Regions from separate parts of the Mus musculus genome. Here regions 1, 2, 3 and 4 are each linked to region 5. The links are chromatin contacts, called in public promoter capture Hi-C maps. All regions are on one chromosome and are shown on one strand. Each heading gives the region's core, a stretch centred on a gene start, on an enhancer-like site or on the middle of the called end of the contact. The rest is flanking DNA. Distances are from core to core; before and after follow the strand shown. Region 1 holds the start of 1700001G17Rik (RIKEN cDNA 1700001G17 gene). Region 2 holds the start of Bag2 (BCL2-associated athanogene 2). Region 3 holds the start of Bend6 (BEN domain containing 6). Region 4 holds the start of Zfp451 (zinc finger protein 451). Region 5 holds the start of Ptpn18 (protein tyrosine phosphatase, non-receptor type 18).

Evidence for each region. Promoter capture Hi-C pulls out the DNA fragments that hold promoters and counts their contacts. Capture Hi-C pulls out chosen DNA fragments and counts their contacts.
Region 1: a promoter capture Hi-C map of stem cell-derived epiblast-like cells shows a contact between it and region 5, with 4 times the contacts expected there. The contact joins the promoter of 1700001G17Rik here to the promoter of Ptpn18 in region 5. A contact is called at or near these places in 3 of 39 promoter capture datasets (embryonic stem cells, pre-B cells and stem cell-derived epiblast-like cells).
Region 2: a contact with region 5 is called in a promoter capture Hi-C map of stem cell-derived epiblast-like cells, with 2.6 times the contacts expected there. The contact joins the promoter of Bag2 here to the promoter of Ptpn18 in region 5. A contact is called at or near these places in 2 of 39 promoter capture datasets (pre-B cells and stem cell-derived epiblast-like cells) and 1 of 115 datasets of contacts at active chromatin or transcription factors (bone marrow-derived macrophages).
Region 3: a promoter capture Hi-C map of stem cell-derived epiblast-like cells shows a contact between it and region 5, with 2.3 times the contacts expected there. The contact joins the promoter of Bend6 here to the promoter of Ptpn18 in region 5. A contact is called at or near these places in 6 of 39 promoter capture datasets (cranial neural crest, embryonic stem cells, liver and 2 more) and 1 of 484 Hi-C or Micro-C datasets (embryonic stem cells).
Region 4: a promoter capture Hi-C map of adipose tissue shows a contact between it and region 5, with 2.0 times the contacts expected there. The contact joins the promoter of Zfp451 here to the promoter of Ptpn18 in region 5. A contact is called at or near these places in 2 of 39 promoter capture datasets (cranial neural crest and embryonic stem cells), 3 of 115 datasets of contacts at active chromatin or transcription factors (bone marrow-derived macrophages, embryonic stem cells and memory CD8 T cells) and 2 of 9 other capture datasets (adipose tissue and embryonic stem cells).

The regions. Positions count from the first base shown.
Region 1 is chr1:33,668,399-33,671,098 of GRCm38.p6, forward strand. 1700001G17Rik (RIKEN cDNA 1700001G17 gene) reads left to right here and starts at 1,426. Exons shown (of 1, transcript NR_033199.2): 1 at 1,426-2,314. Prim2 (DNA primase, p58 subunit) reads right to left here and starts at 1,396. Exons shown (of 14, transcript NM_008922.2): 1 at 1,226-1,396; 2 at 460-622. The coding sequence starts at 613.
Region 2 is chr1:33,756,393-33,759,131 of GRCm38.p6, forward strand. It overlaps Bag2 (BCL2-associated athanogene 2), which reads right to left and starts at 1,358. Exons shown (of 3, transcript NM_145392.2): 1 at 1,187-1,358. The coding sequence starts at 1,299.
Region 3 is chr1:33,906,221-33,908,920 of GRCm38.p6, forward strand. Bend6 (BEN domain containing 6) reads right to left here and starts at 1,401. Exons shown (of 7, transcript NM_177235.3): 1 at 1,346-1,401. It overlaps Dst (dystonin), which reads left to right and starts at 2,005. Exons shown (of 103, transcript NM_001276764.1): 1 at 2,005-2,232. The coding sequence starts at 2,052.
Region 4 is chr1:33,813,238-33,815,937 of GRCm38.p6, forward strand. Zfp451 (zinc finger protein 451) reads right to left here and starts at 1,358. Exons shown (of 15, transcript NM_133817.3): 1 at 1,101-1,358; 2 at 490-573. The coding sequence starts at 1,121.
Region 5 is chr1:34,458,427-34,461,126 of GRCm38.p6, forward strand. It overlaps Ptpn18 (protein tyrosine phosphatase, non-receptor type 18), which reads left to right and starts at 1,320. Exons shown (of 15, transcript NM_011206.2): 1 at 1,320-1,490. The coding sequence starts at 1,398. It overlaps Gm32504 (a long non-coding RNA gene), which reads right to left and starts at 2,609. Exons shown (of 4, transcript XR_373299.3): 1 at 1,333-2,609; 2 at 995-1,237; 3 at 1-838.

The DNA.
Region 1 (2,700 bases), core at 176-2,675, 790 kb before region 5:
TATCACAGTTTGGAAAAGCCCTTCACTGCTTCTGCTGGGAAATCCCTACTGTCTGCTCATTTCTTCAGAAACCAGACCAAATTCCAACTTCTCTAGGAAACCTTCCTTAAGTAGACTAAGCTAGTTATTCTCACTTTTACACTCCAGGGGCATTAATATTTACTTCTATCAAAGCAGAAAGTAATCTGATGTATGATTTTAACTCTACACGTCTGTCTCCACATAGCAAATACAGTTTCAACATAGACCTTAATTGCATTACTCATTACAAAGTCCCTGCCACCTGGAAGCAGAGTACTCAATGTGCATACTACAGTGAAGAAGTGAATGACAAACCTTCAACAGCAAATCACCAACGGATGTTGAATGGGCTGCTGAACAAAGAGGAACTGCCTTTATTCATCGTGTGATAACTGCACTTCTCAAGGACACAAACATTGGACTTTAAATGCCACTTACATTTAACTCTGTCAAAAGCCAAGTTTTCAAACTCCGTCAACGATATGTTTTCAGTAGGCGGCTGCAGGTAAAACTGAAGGCTGTGAGGGTAACTAGCATTTCTCTGGTCACCCGCCAATCGCAGCTTCTTCCGGATCCTTCCTGAGAACTGCATCTTGACCACCTTTTGAAAGCAGTGAAATAAATTATATAAATATATATTTATATTATATATTATATAAATTATATATATATGTTATATAGTATATATTGCAATATATAGTGCTTAGGTGGCAACGCAATATATATGTTAAAATGACGGAAAAAGGCTGAGTCAATAGAGTAAATATTTATGGAAACACAAAATATTGGATGCACAGACTTTTTTAAAGGGATTATTCCTAGACCCTGCTGTGTTGTCTAGATTTTCTATACACATCTGTAATAACAGGGGCGAATGTGGGAAGGGCTCAAACTGGGGTATATGTAGACGGTGGCCCTTGTAAGCCAAAGAGTGATCACTAAGTGTTGCTGCCTGCCACCCTCAGGCATGTGCGAACCCAAGACAAGATGAGGTTTGAGGGGAGGGGGGTGTTAAATTCCTGAAATCAAGGTAAAGCAAAGTAGATTCTACCTAGATGAGAGGCTTACTTCTCGTACTTCTAACTCTGGAATCCAGCCTTTCCAGAATAGTCAAAAGTGCCTTAACTTCCCTTCCGGCCCCAGCGCCTTCCCGGGCCGCCCTCCCCGCCATCCCACCCGGAGCCTCCCTCCGACCCGACACCACCTGTCACTCGGTCCCACCAGGTCAGCTCACAAGCTTCCAACTCCACGGCTTCTCTCCGTCCCAAATAAAGCCGCAGTAGATTGTTTAACCAGCCAGCAGCCAGGCTGAAAGAAACACCCGCGCTGACAGCCGCTCTCTCCCAGTGGCGGGAGAGTTCATTTGGAACGGGAAGCGGAAGTGATGCGCAGAGGTCCCACCCCCTGGCGCCCCGCCCACCGCGGTGTGGCGCGGTAGCGACTGAAGGTAGTGCGCGTCTGGAGCGTTTTGCACGCCGACCGACTTTTTGATGCTGGTTTTGTTTTTTGTTTTGTTGACGGATGTGAGTTCTTTTGAGACCATGTCTCGCACCGAAGCCCAGGCTAACTTGGAATTGGTGGCGATCCTCCTGCCTCAACCTCCCACAAGTGCTGGGCTTAGGCTGAGCCGCAACACCCGCCCTAAGATATCTTGAATGCAAGTGATGGAGATTTTGTTGGGTTTTTTGTTTTTGTTTTCCAGAACCCCAGGTGCCCTCTCTGCGCGGAGACGCCTTTGGGCTTGGGGCTGCAGTGCAAACGGCAAACATTCCCGCGCTGCAGCCAGAGTCAGGGTAACTGAGGCTCCGGAAGCTTGCGGGCGCTTTACCGGGGGTGGCCTCCCCTCTGTCATTCCAGGAGGTGGGAAGGAGCCGCCGTGTCCGCTTTGCCCACGACACAAGGACTGTCCCTCCTCGTTGTTAGCAACGCTGCCTTCATCTTCCGGACGAGAAAAGAGCTGTAAGAATGACGTCGGTTTGCTCGTCCCCGCGCGATGCTCGCCAGGGAACACGCGAGCGAGCATAGACTTCGGGGAGCGGAGGAACCTGCAGGACTTAGCAAAAAGCGCTCCGGGACCACAGCGAGGCCAGCTAGGTGGCGTCCTAAGAGCCTGGACGGCCGCTGCGGTCTACAGTGTGTTCGAGGCGGCGTGTCCCCCTACAAAAGCCACCCACAAGCTCTGGGATGGGGCTGGGAGTGGTCGGGTTTAGAAATGCATAGTATATCCTAGTACTTTGAAGCCTCAAAGTACCCACCTAAGATAGACTAAATCGGCGGCTGTCCCTTGAAACGGAACCTGTTTATCTGTCAATTTTTATTCTCAAGCCACACAAAACAGACTCTAGTTAATTAGCCCCAATTTACACATAAAAGAACGGTGACTTCCAAAGGATTCCTGACAGGGGACTCCATTCTGCCAACCTCACTGGCCTGATTTCTTTCGTATGACAGTAGGGTACTCACTTCTCCTCTGTGGCCTATATACAATTATCATCACCAAATCCATAGACACTCCTAAAATATATTAACTGCCTTGTGTGTGTGTGTGGGGGGGGGGGGGGGCTGAAGCACAGAAGGAGAGATACCGTGATTAGAATGAGGACACCATGGAAATTTAAGTGAAATCACAAAGAATAAAAAGAAAACAAAACTAAATATCTGAATATATAAAAACATAAA
Region 2 (2,739 bases), core at 108-2,607, 700 kb before region 5:
TCTATGCAAACTCCAGACTTTCAAGAGGCCCCCAGGAGAAGAGCAAGGACTCGGCACACAGGCTTGATTAAGTAAAGGTTCAGAACAATGACTCAGCTTGAAGAGTCACAACTTCCTGAACCCTTTCAAGAAAAAAAATCGGAGCAGTTGGGAATATACTGTCAAAGGTTAGAGCCTACCTCGCACAAGGAAACATTCTCGCCCCCTTTCACAGCGCAGGTCCCTTTGTCTCCCGGAGTTGGGGGATATAGGGTTCAGGTTTCTTTTGTGGCTACTCCACAGTCAGTGAAAGTTTTCTCACCTTCTGGCTCTTTTCTCCTAATAGTAACAGTAATGAGCGCCTCCCGTGTAACGAACACTGCTTGCATTTTTTTTTTCCTGTGCAGACACACTTCCCTGTGTTTGGTGGCTGCGTGGAGGGAGATTCATCTCCCTCTTATAATTTTGGGTCATAGTGTTCTGCTTACGCAGAACCCGGAGAAAACTAGGGAACAACGTGTGTGTCAGGGCATCTTGATAAGATTTTCATGGAACACCTGCACATGATCAAAACTTGCACAACTTTGAAGACATTAACATTTCCACCAGATACATAAGGCTCACGTGGTTAAAGCCAACCAAGTGTTCACAGCATTCGTTAGTAGTATTCATGAGTTAGAAATTTTACGACAAGGCTGTCCCCGTGTCAGAATCTTAGGGAGAGTGTGACTCCTGCCTTTGGTGTTTTCGGGCCTGCGATTGGCACTTCCAAGGTGTCAGCCGTGTCTTCTAAATGTACAACAAACACGGACAGACTGCAGAGGGCATTGCACGTGGTTGAGAGAATGAAGGATGGTATCCAACTTCGGTGTACCTCGCGCGGTCTCTCATGAGTCCGATTCTCGATGATCCCCAGGAGGGGCCGTCCTGGATACTACCACCCCCCCCTCCCTTACACTTGTATTACTATGAAGTGATCTGGGGCAAAGAAACTTACTCCAGTGTGGGGTGAGGGGGGGGGGGGCACACCAACCTGCTGCCTCCCTCCTGGAAGCAGAAAAGTTAAAGGCAGAGGGGGACCGCGCAGAAGATTCTGGAAGTTCTGCAAGCCGCACTCGCTCGCCAGTCTGCCGGGCCGGGGGAGGGGAGCCCAACCGGAGCGCGCCCCCGCCCGCGCTCGCCCCTGTGCGCGCCCCGCGGCCCTCACCTGAGCTCCAGCTGGTCCAGACTCTCCAGCAGGCGGCTGGAGCGGTCGGCCATGGAAGACGAGCGGCAGAAGCGGCCCTCGTGGGCCTTGGCGCTGATCTTCGCCTGGGCCATGAGCTCCGGGGGTCCTCGGCGTCCGCGGGCAGCAGTGGCGCGAGCCGCACGTCGCCGTCACCACGGGCGCCGCTGACGCGGACGGCACCGCCCCCACCTCCCCGGCTCTCCACCCCCGAGGCCGTGCGGCCAAACAAGGGCAGGCGCGGTCGCAGCCGCGGGCACGCCAGGGTGGGGGACCCTGCCCCGGCGCCCAGGGCCTCGGCCGGTCCTCCCAGCACCCACGGTTCACAGCAAGGACGAAGTGGGTGCAGCCCGTGAGAAGAGGAGACAATCCAGTGCACCCTAGGGCAGTCTCTACTTGTTCGACCTGTCCGGTGACCAGGCAGGCTCGGGAGAGGACAGGGAAAGCCTAGACCACAGGCTCCAAATAAGGAGAAGCCAAGTGGATCCGTGTTGTCTCCCCTTTCCAATGAAAGGATTATTACTATCACACATAACTTGTTTAAACCCTCTGCGAATGATATTCAGTAGGCTTAGATGTCAGAAGCTGCAGAGGTCAGTAGGTCTGAAATACGAAGCCGCATCTTAAAGTTGTGTTTTGTCCTCTCAGTGTACAGGGTACAGAAAATGGGAAACAAAGTACATTTACATCCTTTACCCAGAACTCAAAGCCATTAGATTACTGAACAGAGACAAGCCCCTTAAGTACAGTTTCTAATCCTGTCCCCACCACACCCCGAACACATCTTAATACTAATAAACGGTGGATTATCTTGGCTTCATTAAACACTGTCATCTCACGATACAACCGTGAAATCTGAACATTTTGTGGACATCTTGAAAGTCTGAACTTGGGCAGGTCTCAGGTCTAATGCTCCTCTGGAGGCTGACAAGTTGTGTAACGTGGGCCAGGGTGGATTCAAGGCTAGGCTGGGTAGCTTCAGCAAGTGTCAAAGGAAAAATAAAAGTGGCCGCAGACATAGCTCTGTTAGGTTGGCAACGAGGCCAGGCAGATGTGGTGGTTTGAATGAGATGCCATCTGTGCTCTCTAGCACTTGAACACTGGGGAGGCCTGGGTGTGGCCTTGCTGAAGGAAGTGTATCACTCCCCGTGGGCAGGTTTCAGAAGACCAAGCTATTCCCAGTGTCTCTCTGCCTCTGCTTGGGTTTGAGATCTGAGTGCTCAGGACATGTCTCTGCAGCCATCATAGACTCAGACCCTCTGTATCTAAGTCCAATTAAATGCTTTCTTTTACAAGTTGTCTTGGTGGAGGTGTTTTATCACAGCAGTAGGAAAGTAACTAAAATGGCAGGGATCTTCATATGTTTGTTTAAATGTCTCCACACGTTGAACACGCACAGAGGCATCTCCAGTCTAAGTTACTACGGATATGCTCCTGTCTAATGACACGCCTATGCTCTTTTCCTTATATAAATTATGACTTTAAACTGAGCATGCTTTGGAATAGGCATGTTCCTTCATGAATATGTACAGGAT
Region 3 (2,700 bases), core at 151-2,650, 550 kb before region 5:
GTGCCCTGCTCAGCGTGCTGGGTTCTTCCTTTCGCGGTGTACCACACTTTGCAAGATCTCGGGATTCTCTTCAACCCCCCCCCCCCGCCCCCCTGCATAGCAGATAGGAATACAGTTTCTTACTGCAGTGGGCTGCAGTGTCAGGAGCCCTTCAGCTCTGTGCACGGGATGCAGAAGTTCCAGACAGCTCTGCTGACTGCCAGGGACCCGTGAAGCCTGTTTGGCACCCAGTGCTCCCCGCAGTCTGACAGTCAAGAGTCTCACCTTCCTCAGTGTCGGCAAGCAAGGTGCTTTCCATCCTCAGCCTCAAACAACAGAATGAGTGGCATATAATAGCAATCTGTATTTGTTTTAGGAGGCCAACATGCAAATAAGAGCACATTTTCCTGTGCTTTCCGTGCTTATGAACCTGGCATCAGGGCTAAGCAACATCTTTCCGCATTTCTTTTAATGCTCACACTTGATAATACATCATTCACCTATCAGTCACTAATGGCTACACATTTTTGCAGAACTGAACAGTTGGTTTCATATAGTTAGACAACAATACACACATTCCTATCGATTCTTCAATTGACTTTTGGAATTTTACGAATTATTTAGTTTCAAGCCAGTTACTAGAAATTGCACAAATGTAATATTTCATTTGTCATATGTCATATAGTTAATTTAAAAAATACAAGTCAATGAAAGAAAACAAATCATCCAACTCCCACAGGGAAAGCCAGTTTGCCTTAGGGGCAAGCAGGGCAGAGCACTGCACTGGCCCGCTAAGGCCGCAACACGCTGCAGGCGGCCACTGCAGCTTTGGCTTTCTCGCCAGGTGGCAGAGGCCCTCCGCAAAAGAGCACACCGCAGCGCTCACGCCTTGCCTTCTTCGTTGGCACCGAATCAGCGATCACTGTCAAGTGTCCAGCCCACAACTGCGATACAGTTTTTGCGGATTGTAACGGAATGTAAGGGAAGCTGGAAAAAAACGGCAAAGGGGAGAAGGGTGTGTACCCGAGTGTGACCGATCGCCGTTGTCTGACAGTGCCTAAAAATTTCTCCTGCAGTATCTACAGGCCAATCAATCACCAACTTCCTTCATCCTTCATCATGTCAGATCCTTACATCTAAAATCACCTCTCCCTACAAAGCCAATAAATGAATCAGGGTTCTTTGACCGTGGCAGAGCTCACGTCTGGGCTGAGAATCAGCACCAAGTTTGGGGGTGGTAGGGTGCAAGCCTGCAGACCGCGGCGTGCCGCCTTTCCTAAGATTGGACCAGCTTGGAGATGGCCCTTCCAGGTGCTCGCGCCTCCATGCGCAGGGACTACCCCCGCCCCCAAACCAAATAGCTCACCCTGCTGCATCCTCCGAGCCCCAGCCTCCGGGCGGGCTCAGGGAGGCGGGAGCCCGGGTTCCCCCCGGCTCCTTGGCGCCCCCTGACGTCGGCCTCCAGCAGAAGGTCCGCGGAGGCTTACACAGGCGAAACCCGGGGGTCCCCGCGCACCGCCGCCCGGCGCGTGGCCTGGCGGGCCGCGCGCGCACCGAACCGACCTGCTGGAGGGCGCGCGCCGCTCGGTCCCGGCCCCAGCCATGCGCGCGCGCCCGCACCCGCGCCGCCGCTGCCGCCGCAGCCCGTGACGTCACCCACCGAGCCCCCCGCCGGCTCGCCGCGCCCCGTCCCGCCCCACGTGCGCCGGCTTCAGGACGCCGAGGCCCCGGGCGGCCACCCGATGATGCTCCCAGCCGGCTGCGTCCCGGGCGGGGCTGAGCCCGAGAGCTGCGCGCGGGCTGGGGCGCCTGCGGAGGGAGGGGCGCGGCTCTCGCCGCTGCGCCGCGTGCTGAGTCATGGCGAGAGCTGCCCGCTGCTCTCCATCAGTCGTTCCGGGGCCGGCGCGGGGTGTGCAGCCATTGGGCCGCGCGCGGGGCCGCGAGCGCCGGGCTTGACGCGCTGAGCCGCGCTCGCCCCTGTCCGCCGCGCCCGCCCCGCGTCCCGCGCCCCGCGCCCCGCGCGCTCTGCAGCCTTAGCCCCGCGCCGCACGGCCCCCCGCCTCGCCCGCACCATGATCGCCGCCGCTTTCCTCGTTTTGCTGAGACCCTACAGCATCCAATGTGCTCTCTTCCTCTTGTTGCTCCTGCTGGGCACCGTCGCCACCATCGTCTTCTTCTGCTGCTGGCACCGCAAGCTCCAGAAAGGGAGACATCCGATGAAATCGGTCTTTTCGGGTCGTTCCAGAAGCAGAGGTAAGACACGCCGCCGCTGGGTTCTTCTGGGCAGAAGCGAGGTTCAAGCCTTCTCTGCCTCTTCTGCCCACTCAGTGCCCACTCCTCAAGCTAAGTGCATTTATTTATTTAACGCGCCCTGGCCCTTTGGCCTCACCTCCATCCTCTGAGTCACCAGGTTTGGATAACCACGGAGATTCGGAGGTCCTGGAAGGAAGGATCAGGCTCCGATTCTTAGGGTCAGTTTGCTAGAGCCCAGAAGGTAATTGTAGGGGAGTCCTGGGCTGAGGTACTCGTATCTTTGCCAAGCCTTTGCTGGAGCTTAGGAATAAAAAAGTAAGGCGTGATGATATGGGCTCCCCTCTCCCAACTTTGCTGGAACTTCTTGCAGAGAAATCACCTTAGAGACAGATGGTCCAATACTCTCTCCGCCCCGCCCCAATATGCCCACGGAATTGGAGAGAGACACCTAGAATGTGCTTTCCCGAA
Region 4 (2,700 bases), core at 108-2,607, 650 kb before region 5:
TCAACGCTGGAGAACACCTGCTCCCCAAAGGAACAAATGTAGAAAAACAGCAGTGTTTCAGGTGACACAGGCCTCCCCATTGTGACCAACAATTTTCTGTGATGTAACAAGATGACCTCAGACGTTAGGGAAGTCCTCAGCGATTAGAGGATACATCATGCTAAGATGCAATGTTCTTTGCAGGCCTTACTTCCAACCTCCTGGCATTAACTAGTCCTGTGTGTCTTCTTTCTTGGACAGAAGTTAAGCCCTGGGCAGTACCAGGAAGCACAAAACAATTCGGATGCCTACTCCAATTGTTCAGGTAGCCCCAAGCACTGAGGTATCCCTTAGGGTGAAAGTCCCCAGCATCAGTGTGCGACAGCTATTCGCCATTCATGACTATCTGTTGAGTCTGTTGAGTGATGACTGCCTGTCTGGTGGGGCTTAATCATACAATGGCTTACCACACTTCACTCCAGCAAACCGCGATTGTCTGTCTCTACTTACACTAACAAACTGAATGTCATCTTCGTTTTCATCCGTGGTAGACTCTGATGCCTCGGGCCCAGCTGGTGGGACAGATTCTATTATCTATAAACAAAAGCCAAAACACGCTTATCGATTCAGCCACAAGATCGCAGGAAGAAATTCTCCCCAAAAGGATCGATTAAAGACAAAAGCCCCTGAGGGGAAGCAGCAGGACCAAGCGGAAATCCAGCCCAGGGAACTGCATGGAGGAGGCCGGGCGTGCTAAGCCGTCTTGGAGCTGCAGAGACCTAGCTTCCCAGGCGAGCTGCCACAATTCCCCTCCCCGCCTCTTACAGGGGCAGGGATGCAGGCTCTAAACCCCCGGGGTCGGGGATGCAGGCTTCAAGTACAAGGCCAGCCTGCCTCCAAGCCCTTCTCACCCTCGGGGCTGCGGCTGCTTCGGCTAGGGCGGCCAGGGGCTGGGGGCGGCCGGACCGCCATTGTTGAGGACTCCACGCAGACGTGCACCAGGCCCGGAGGCCCCGCACTCGCCCGAGGCCGCCGCCCGGCTGAGCCCAAAGCTGAGAAGACAAACCAAACCTTTCGGGGTCGGGCTCGGCGGAGCCAAGGCCCGGGCCGCCACCACTCACCTCCGGCCCTGGGTCTCCCATTTCTCCCACGGCCTGTCAGCACCACGCTCCCGCCGCCGCCGCTGCTGTTCCCGACGCCGCCGCCACGACTTCCCTCTCGCCCGGCGCCGCGCGACCCGCCCTGCGTGAGCGCCCACGCAGCTGACGCCTCAGGCCGCGGGGACGCCAAGCTGCCGGACCCCAAGCGCGGCCTCACTGCCGCTAGCTTCCAGCGCCGCTTTGTACGCTCCCCGCCTTCCTCCCGCCCCGCGAGGGATTCTGGGAGTCGTAGTTTCCGCCGGTCTCGAGGCTGACGACCGCGTGGCGGGGAAAGGTGGCGAGGATCCGGAGCTCGGCGCTCATCTGCATCTCCGGAAGATGGCAGGAGGAGGTGGTGAGGGTCTTGATGTAGTTTTGAGTCCACGCCAATTCTCGTTCCGCTGCCGCCTTTCACTTAGAGACACTGACAGGAAAAGAGCCCCACTGGCAACAAGCAAGGCAGATGAAAACATGGAAGACTTTTTCCTCCCAATTACATCTTGGCAAAGCAAGGGCAAGAGCTTATATATGGCATTCCTGAGAGGTCATTAATTCTCGCAGAAGTCTCACAAAGGGGCTTCCTTGTTGTCCACAGGTTCCTGTAAACTAAAAGTAGCATTACTGATAAGGTTCCAGAGGGCTGCCCCTAGCCTTTCCTGTTTCTCCCTTGTTCTTTTCAGGCTAGGTTGAGTTGATAGGTTAATTACTTGGAGAGTGGAACACAGAGGTGTGGGCAAAACAGTCCTAGTAATGTCAGTTAACCCTTTCAGACCTTTAGTGATCATACTGCTATGAAAGCAATGCTCAGTGGTCTTTGTTTCGGGCCAGAAGGAAGGATGGATCGATAGATGGATGGATAGGTTTAAGTGAAGTCCAAGACCTGAAGCACTTGAGCTACTCAATCTCTCTCATGTTTTCTATCTCCCGGTGCTAGTAAATATTCAGTCTCACTCAAGGACCAGAGAGAGGAGCAAGGAGTAAAACTAGAGTACAGAGTTCAGCGGGAAAGTAAAAGCAGCTAAATCCCAGGGGTATAATGTAATTTTTCAAGATACACTTGGACTCTTATAAAATAAAACCGAGCCGGGCCGGTGGTGGCGCACGCCTTTAATCCCAGCACTTGGGAGGCAGAGGCAGTCGGATTTCTGAGTTCAAGGCCAGCCTGGTCTACAGAGAGAGTTCCAAGACAGCCAGGAATACACAGAGAAACCCTGTCTCAAAAAAAAAAAAAAACAAAAAAACAAAAAGAAACCCTGTACCAAAAAACAAACAAAAAAGGTTAAATAGATATTTCCTTTGTCAGTTGCCGCTAGCTACCCTTCTGTGAATGTAAAATGGTTCAGACCTTACTGACAGGGTTGGAGCCTGTGTAGGGTTTAGGGGAGGAGATACTTTTTATATAAGCAAAATTGAAAATTGGACCTGTGATAGAGCTCTCTCTCTCTCTCTCTCTCTCTCTCTCTCTCTCTCTCTTCCCCTCCTCCTCTCCTTTTCCCTCTCCCCCTCCCTTCTCTTCCCCCTTGTCTGGGGTCAGAGATTGGGCTTGCAGGAACAACAGAGAAGCAGCTGGCAGGACACAGGT
Region 5 (2,700 bases), core at 70-2,569:
ACAGGATTTCTCTGTATAGCCCTGGGTGTCCTGGAACTCACTCTGTGGACCAGGCTGCCCTCGAACTCAGAAATCCACCTGCTTCTGCCTCCCAAGTGCTGGGGTTAAAGGCGTGTGCCACCACCGCTCCGCTCAGCATGCTTAAAGCACTTTCAATTCGCCTTAGCCCTACTTTTGCACACGACCCCAAACGGATCTCCTCAGAGCCCTCCCTCAACAGAGAGTTGGCAATGCTTGAAATTCTTTGGTTCCCTTGCAGGTGGTGCTACTCCATCTGCTGAAGCCTGTTTTGGAAAGAACCCCCTTTTATTTTCTTTTGTGTGTAGGGAGATACACCCTCACTATAGAGCCTGTGTAGTTGTCCAAGGACAACACTCTGGAGTCGATTTTCTCCTTCCACCATGTGGGTCCTAGGTATCAAATCCAGGTTGTCATGTTTATTTAGTGGCAAGGCATTTACCTACTGAACCATTCCACCATCATTAAAACATTTTCCTTTCTCTCTCTCTCTCTCTCTCTCTCTCTCTCCCTTCCTTCCTTCCTTCCTTTCTTCCATTTTTTTTTTTAACTTTGAGACAGGATTTCATCACAAGCTAACTTTGAATTCACAATGTAAGCTAGGGTGACCTTGACTTTCTGATTTTCTTGCCTCCACCTTGTGAATGCTGGGACAGGCACTCTACCAATTCAGCTACAAACCTTAGCACGGCTCTTCTCCAGTCTTTAGTCTCCAGGACCCCAGGAGCTTCAGCATAAGATCTTCTTCAAACTCCTGAAGGGGGACGGAGTGAGTGTTGAGACCACTTTTCCTCCCAATGCCTCTCTAGTCTCTTCCTCCCTGAGGGGTATGGGTTAAGATCCACAAGTTAGGACTGAATCCTGGTGTCCCCGCTTTTCCAGCAGGTTCCAAAAGTGAAATCACACCCCCTACCCTCAGAAATAGGCCTTTTCCCAGAGCAAAGTGCAGGGAATATATTTATTCGAAGTCCCCGACCTCTCTCATATTCCGCTGTCGCACGACTGTGAACCTCAGCGCTCGCAGGACTCCGGAGCAACCTTGGGAACCCGGCCTGCGAGATTGAGAGCGCAGCCATCCCCCTGGAAAGGCCAATGGGACTGAGCGTTCCGTGCGGACTCCACCAGCTTCACGGCAGCCGAAGCACCCGAGGCGCCAGTGGGGAATTGCGGGACCCGCAGCTACTTGGACGGCCAGTTCGGCTGCGGTGGCAGCCAGCACCTATGGGCGGGACGAACGGAGTGAACTCCTAGTGCCATTGGCCGAGGAGCCTGCCAATTACCGGTCTTCATTGGCTGCTGGAATGGAGGCCCCACCTCGCAGTGGCTAAATTCTCGGAGTCGGATCACTCCTTGTGGGAGACCTCAGAGCGGGTCGCAGCATGAGTCGCCATACGGACTTGGTGAGGAGCTTCTTGGAGCAGCTGGAGGCCCGGGACTACCGGGAGGGGGCAATCCTCGCTCGTGAGTTCAGCGTGAGTGACACTCCAGCCATCAAGCTTCGCAGCCAGGCGCTCCCCACGGCTGTCCACCTGTGCAATATGAAAGCTCTGCCTTTTCCTCTCAGCTCCCGGGGCGTCTCCTCCCTCCTGCTCTCGGCTTTCCTCTTCCCGCACTTCTCTCACCCTGACTCTCCCAGCCTTCCGCACTTTGCCCACAGGTGCCCAGAGGGTGAAGACGGCTACTGTTTAGGAGGAGCCAGACACACTCAGGTGTCGGTGTCGAGCTCCCGGTGCAATCTTCTCCCTAGCGGGGCCGTGGCTTCCGCCGTGGAGGGAGGCAACACACCTGCGCTGGACTCGAGTCCCCAACCCGGGCCACTCCTGGGTCACCTTGTAATCCCAGGGAGGAAGTGGTTTGGGGCAGCAGAAAGAGGAACGAGGAAACTTGTAGCCTAGCCTAGGTTTCGCGTTACCAGTCTATCCTAGGGCTTTTCAGAACTGTGGCCCTGGGAGCTCTGACTTCATTTTCACCTGTTTTGAATTGTGAATGATAAAAGACAAGCCGGTTTGAAAATTAGGTGGTTTGGGTAGATGCACCTAGCACGCGTTGGGTATTCACTGGCTATATTAACTGTATGCACCTGCCTTTAACATGGTTTACAAAGGTTGTAAACGTTACCTCGGGCCAATCAAGCTTGTGAGAGCTACTGCCACTCAACAGCCATGGCACACAACATGTAATGACGTATTTTAAATAGAGTGACATGATCCAAATACGTAATACACTATCTCAAACTTAGAAATGTAAATGACAATGATATAAAAATAAGTGTGACATTAAATGATCACTTACAGCCTGGCATGGTGGCACATGCCTGTAATTCTAGCAGTTGGTAGCCTAAAACCGGGGGATAACCATGAGTTCAAGGCCAGCCTGAATTACATAATTTTGTGACCACTCTGGAATACTCTGGAGATTGTTTCAAAGAATGAAAAAGATAGTTTACACAGGCCAATATGTAAACCAGTAACAGTGAAACTCTGGTGGTGGTGCATGCCTTTAATCCTAGCACTTGGAGGCAGGGAAAGGAAGGTTACTGTAAGTCTGAGGTCAGTCTGGTCTACACAGTGAACTCCAGGACAGCCAGGGATATGTAGGAAGACCTTGTCTCTAAAACAATAAAAAAACCAACCAAACAAAAAAAATAACCCCAACTAACTAAATAAGCAAAACAAACAAACA